Regions from separate parts of the Neogale vison genome. Here region 2 is linked to region 1. Evidence: chromatin contacts called from public Hi-C data. All regions are on one chromosome and are shown on one strand. The core of a region is the stretch at or near the end of the contact, and the rest is flanking DNA. Distances in the headings are between cores, read along the strand shown.

Region 1 (3,025 bases), core at 366-2,865:
CATTCACTTACCAAACATTTACTGAATGACACCTTCAAAGCTAGTAATGCCTGATCAAGTCCTTCTCCTGCTGCATTGCTCTGACACTGACTCTCCTGCCCACTTTCACTCATAAGAACCCACCAAATAACTCAGGATAATCTCCCTATCTCAAGATCCTTAACTTAATCACATCTGCAGTTTTTTTTGGGGGGGTCACGTAAAAAATCTGTCTGATGCATCAGGTACCTACCTCCTAGGGACCAAGGACACAGGAATAAACAAAAGACAACAATCCCTGCCTTCATGGAGTTTATTTTACATTATCAAAACCAACTCTCAATTGTTCAGCCTCTGTGCTTCCCCATAACTAAGCTATCCTTATGCAAGAACTGATATGCTATAAGGACTGGTTTGCAGAAGCCTGGCACTGTACCAGATTCCAGAATACATGCTAAACAGATTTACATAAAGTCTTATCCTCATACCACCTGGGTTCTAAACTCATCTCCCACCAGGCACCATTTGTGACATATGTGACAATTAAAGCAGGCTATATGCCATTCTGTGAACATGCTGGACACTTTCACTCTTCCATATGCTTAAATAAGCAAGCACCTGTTCTGTAAGGAGCTGTCAGGTGGGAGAAATACAAAGACAAGAAATACAGAGTCCTGTCCTCCAGGAGTTCATCTTTACAGCTTTATTCCCAACCCCTTCTCTACCAGACAGATTTTGGGGAATCTTTGGGCTTCCTTCCCCTGAGCACTACCCCTACCTTCTCTGCCCTTCCACAGCACTTCTCACACATCTTTTCTACTACCTAATTATTCAAAGCGTAGCCTGCAGACCATCGGATTCACCTGGAAACTAGTTAAAAATGCAAAAACTAAGATCCCATCCCAAAACCACCTAATCGGAATCTACATTTTAATAAGGGTCCTGGATGAGTAGCATGCATATTAAAGTTCGAGAAACACTGCTCTATAACACTTAACCCTCCTTGAACTTCTCCCCAGAACTGGACGTCCAGCACCTAGCACAGTACCCAGGCGACAGTGGACAAAAGTTAGGTGCTTGGGTACTGAGATTACTTAATTCTCGGAAGGACAGTTAGCCCAACCTCACCTGCACAAATAACCTGGGGCCCCTGCCCTGCTCCACCTCCTCCCGCGCCGCTCCCACTCTTGGCCCCGCCCCACCCCGCCCCTCTCAACACCTTGTTCCAGAGCCTCAGGGCGAAGTCCCGGGCTGGTCCGCTGAGGTCCAGGGTATCGGTGTCTCGCAGACGCTGCACAAACTCCTCGGCCGAGGCGCAGCGCTGGGCGGTACCAATTAGGAACTGCGCTACATGCCGCTCGCTCAGCCCCAGCACCGAGTGCAGCTCGTCCTGCACCCAGCGTTCCAGCCCAGCCGGCGTCGCCATGGTGACCCACGCTGCCCCGTTCCTGGCCCTGAACTGTCTCCAGTAGTCACGCTGGCGGCTGGGCCCGTCGGAGGCCTGGAAGCCTGGAGCCCTGGGATGGAGTCTGAGTTCCGCGATGGACCAGTCTTAGAACCTTGGGGTTCGGTTTCCGACAGCCCGAAAACGTCTTCCCGAACCGCGAAGACCGGAAATGGCCTGCCATTTCCGGCTTAAGCACTATGGTGGCCGAGCGAGTTCAAACTTCACGGAACCGCACGTGAAGCTCGAGGCAAAACGTTTCATTTCCGCCTCCACTAAGTCTCTCTGTCGCCCTCTGATGGCTAGTCTGTGGATCCCTCGCTTATTCATTCATTCAACAAATGCTGTGTGCTAAGCACAATTTTAGTTGCTGGGGTTATGGCAAAGAACTAATCAGACAAAAGCCCCTTACTGAAGGCGGGGTGGGGGGGGAACAAGATACATAATAAATAAAACCTATAAGTCCTATGGAGCCAAATATAATGCAAGGTTTGTGCGTGTTGGTGGGAGATAATATCTCAAGTTGGAAGGTTAGGTCCGTGCTGATGAAGGATTAGCTCATGCTGATTGGGAGTACCGGCACCTGCGACAGGAATGAATACACGTTAGACGTAACCGAGGACCTCCAAGCAGGAAAAACAGGATCGGGGGGGGGGGGACAAAAGTGCCCTCTTTTCTTGGTGCTCTCAGAAAGTTATCTTTTAAAAAAGATTGTATTCATTTATTAGAGAGAGTGAGCTGGAGTGGGGTACAGGACAGAGGGAGAAGCAGACTCCCCACCGAGCAGGGAGCAGGGAGCCGGATGACCTGAGCCGACTGAAGCACCCAGACGCCCCATAAAGTTATTTTTAAAAACCTCCAAACTGGGGCGTCTGGGCGGCTCAGTCATTAAGCATCTGCCTTCTGCTTGGGTCATGATCTCGGGGTCCTGGGATTGAGCCCCGCCTCAGGCTCCCTGCTCAGTGGGAAGCCTGCCTCTTCCACTCCCCCTACTAGTGTTTCCTCTCTCGCTGTGTCTCTGTCAAATAAATAAAATCTGTAAAGAATAAGAAAAACCCCTCCAAACTACGGAATATGTAAACTACGTTCTGTGTTTTTGCTAATAGCTTGATTAATTCACTGGTGATGCTTATTCAAAAATAAGCAGAGCTTGTTACCTTACTCTCTGCTTATCTGATGTTGGTTTGACCCCGCTTCATACTTCTATGAGTAATTGGACTTACCAGACACTTACTGTTGGGAAATAAATATTGCTATTCCAACAGCCATAGCATTGAGTCCTTAGCATTTACTTCTTAGATGCATTGTTTTCTGTTTCTGAGATGGACTGTGGGCAGCCCTGGCATCTCAGAGCTTTCTGCTTCTCTGGTTTCCTGGGTGGTAACTGATTAGGATCTTTACCTAATTAGCTACTAATGTAAGCATTGTTTCCTTCCATACTCATACCCTCTCTAAACTGGCTCATTGTTTTAACCTTCATTGTTCTTTTGCTAGTAAATTAAAGACTTCTGTATATGTTTAAAATTAATTTGTCTTACTTATTTTATATTTAGTAAAAGAGAGTCTCCTGACTAAGCTGAGAAAATTCCTGTAGTGGTAGGA
Region 2 (2,992 bases), core at 468-2,967, 140 kb before region 1:
TAAAGCCCTGGCCTTAAAGAATGTTACTAAGTATAGCTGATCCCTAGTTGTCAACATTACTCCTTGGCTAAGGTGTCCAAGCCAAAAAGGGAGAAAGGAAATGGAGTCTTTCTCACTCTGAGGACAGGGTAGAAGAGAGGGTATGTAGAGGGAAGGGTCAGATAGGCAACTTCCTTTAGTCTGTGTGCATATGGCCTGGAACTAGTGTTCACAGGAGCCAGTCTTTTGCTTATTTGTTGCCATCCTTCACCTTTTGCCATTTCCCCTATCAAAGAATGTAAATCATTTTAACATTAGGCCAAAATAAACAACTTCTAGGGTACATATGTTGTCAAAAAAAAGGTTAAAGCAATGCATGCCAAACCAAACTAAAATGATTTGGAATATCTGCTATTTGGGTGATGAAGGGTTCACAGAAGATTGGGACAAGAAACTGCAGTTTATTGAGGGTGTTTCAGTTCCTCCTACCACCTCAACAGGACTTTGTCCAAACTCTCCTCTTACCTTTGTGCCTTGACTGTGGTTCTTTGTGGCAAGATGCTTTGGTTGGTAAAACATAATATGGAACAAAGGATCCACTGAAGTGATCTCTGTGTTGTGTGGTAATTTGACAATGGCCTTGTGTTGATGTTTAAGAATCACTGGTGTTAAGAATGCATGATCCTGGGGTTTGCCCTCAGTGATTGATGAAGGTCTGGGGTGGGCCTTGATGTCTACATTTTAAACATACTCCTCCTTTGAATTTAGGGATCCTTGTGAAATTAATCCCAGAGGAGGTTTTGGCCATTTTTTCTGAGCTGGAGGCCTGGTTTCCTGTGTGGCCTGACAGGATTTGAGAAGGGAGAGAGGCCTTACTCTCCTGGCCTAATGCTGCCCTCTCCCTATCCCAAGGTTCATTCATGTTCTGCCACTCCAGCTAACATCCCTCTACTTCCGACTCAGGAACTAGTGGTCATTATGAGGCAGAAGTAAACACAGGATGTCAAACAGAACAAACAGGAGACAGAGGTCAGAATAAGGGATGTGAAGTATATGATTGGAATAGGGGAGGTGGGAGAGGGGAGAGTTTCAGGGGCAGGAGATGTCAAAAGTTTCTGTGCTCCAGTACCTAAGATGAGAAGTTAACTAGGATCACCTACTGTGTCTCCAGCACTGCATAATAGGAAGTTTTTTTGTTTTGTTGTTGTTGTTGTAGTTGTTGTTGTTGTTGTTCAGTGGAAAAGAATGGTAATAAGCTCTGCTTCTCTCTCTTGATCACCCTGGTGATCCTTTCCAATTCCACTCCCAGTGGTACCAGTGCTTTCTTTGAATGTATGACTTCTGTTCCTTCAATCTGTAGATCTTTCAGGCGTCTGCCTTTGGCTTCAGAAGAGTAGGGCAGAAGTTCTAGCTGGGTATAAATTGCACATAAGCATCTCCCCAACCTATCTGCATAAAAAAACCAGTCCTCTGTCCTAAAAATGTTTTGTAGTTTAAGGTCCTCTCCTGTTCTAGTGAGCAGTGACTTTCCTACCTAGGATAACTGATCATGGGCTTGAGGAAGACTAGAAGGAAGCCAAAACTCAGAAAGGGACCCCGGACTTGAGTTGCAGGGGTGGGTATGGGTTTACGAACAACTGGGGTCCGTGAGGCCGCAGGGTGGCGCCAAAGGATGGATCGCGGAGAGAGGCTCACCGGCCCAGGAACTACACTTCCCAGGAGGCCGTGCGCGGGCGCCTGAAGCGGGGCTATCGGAAGGGCGGGACCTGCGGACCGTCGTGCGTGAGGCCCTCGCGCGGCGCAGATGGCTGGGCCGGTTAAGGACCGCGAGGCCTTCCAGAGGCTCAGCTTCTTGTACCAGGTGAGTCCGCGTCTGGTGACTTACGGGGAGGCGGTCGGGTGTGGCTGGCCACGAAGTAATGGTTTCCTTCCTCCAGGCCGCCCACTGTGTCCTTGCACAGGACCCCATGAACCAGGCGCTGGCGAGGTTTTATTGTTACACGGAGAGGACCATTGCAAAGCGGCTGGTCTTGCGGCGGTGAGACGCTCAGGGAATCTAGCTGCGGGCGGGACGCGGGAAGAATGGGAGAGGGAGCGCGGGCCTTCGGACCACCATCCCACTCCCTCCGCAGGGACCCCTCGGTGAAGAGGACCCTCTGTCGTGGCTGCTCTTCCCTCCTCATCCCGGGCCTCACCTGCACCCAGCGCCAGAGACGTGAGTGCCCCTAATGGGGGTGAATGAGGAGCAGCAGTGGGCTCGCTTTAGATGGCGTCTGGCGTGATATTTAGAGCTGCCGGATTTTTCAAGCTCTGGGTTGAATTGCTGAATTCACTTGGACCAACTAAGGAAAGGCTGGGCAGTAGGGAAATGATGTTGCTGTAAGAGGTAACCCCCCTCCCCATTTTTGCATGGTGGAGGACAGGATTCACATCACCATTCATTCATTTATTTAACAAATATTTTTCTAAGATGTGTCAAGTATTGATCCATTATTCTCACTGAAATTACAGTCTGATAGGACAGACTAAGAAACAAGATAGTGTAGTAAAATGCTTTGCTTGAGGAACTAAAATGCTAAATTACCTTTCTGATAGGCAAAAGAAGTGAGAAGTGGAAATTCAGGCAAGTTTGAGGACTCTGAGACAAGAGAGCTTGTGGTGCTGTCAAGGAGACTAGAGTCCAGGAACTTGGAGTTTGAGGTAGACAAGGCCAACGTATAAGGCTGGAGAAGGAAACAGGGCAGATCCTCTTCCAAATTTAAGGAGTCTGGAATTTATCTTAAGGGATACCAAGAAATTGACAGACTTTAAGCAGGGCTAACACACCTTAAATTTGTATTCAAAGTTGGGGAGTGTTCGAATTCCTACTAAGAAACAGTGGAGGCAAAACTGGGTGCAGGAGACCTTTTCTTCTCCTACTAAACCTGGGCACTCCCGCCACCCCCCCCCACTTTCATCCAGGCTGCAGGGGACAGCGCTGGACAGTACAGACTTGCCTAACATGCCAACGCAG

What was found. Hi-C and Micro-C count contacts between places; a contact is called where the count stands out from the background.
Region 2: a contact with region 1 is called in a Hi-C map of fibroblasts, with 5 times the contacts expected there. The contact joins the promoter of RPP21 here to the promoter of DHX16 in region 1. A contact is called at or near these places in 2 of 3 Hi-C or Micro-C datasets (fibroblasts and muscle).

The regions. Positions count from the first base shown.
Region 1 is chr1:122,863,638-122,866,662 of ASM_NN_V1, reverse strand. DHX16 (pre-mRNA-splicing factor ATP-dependent RNA helicase DHX16) reads right to left here and starts at 1,615. Exons shown (of 20, transcript XM_044257431.1): 1 at 1,199-1,615. The coding sequence starts at 1,405.
Region 2 is chr1:123,002,434-123,005,425 of ASM_NN_V1, reverse strand. It overlaps RPP21 (ribonuclease P protein subunit p21), which reads left to right and starts at 1,717. Exons shown (of 5, transcript XM_044257719.1): 1 at 1,717-1,840; 2 at 1,917-2,017; 3 at 2,112-2,194; 4 at 2,941-2,992. The coding sequence starts at 1,784. LOC122912190 (E3 ubiquitin-protein ligase TRIM39) reads left to right here. Exons shown (of 9, transcript XM_044257692.1): 9 at 1,699-1,779. The coding sequence ends at 1,720.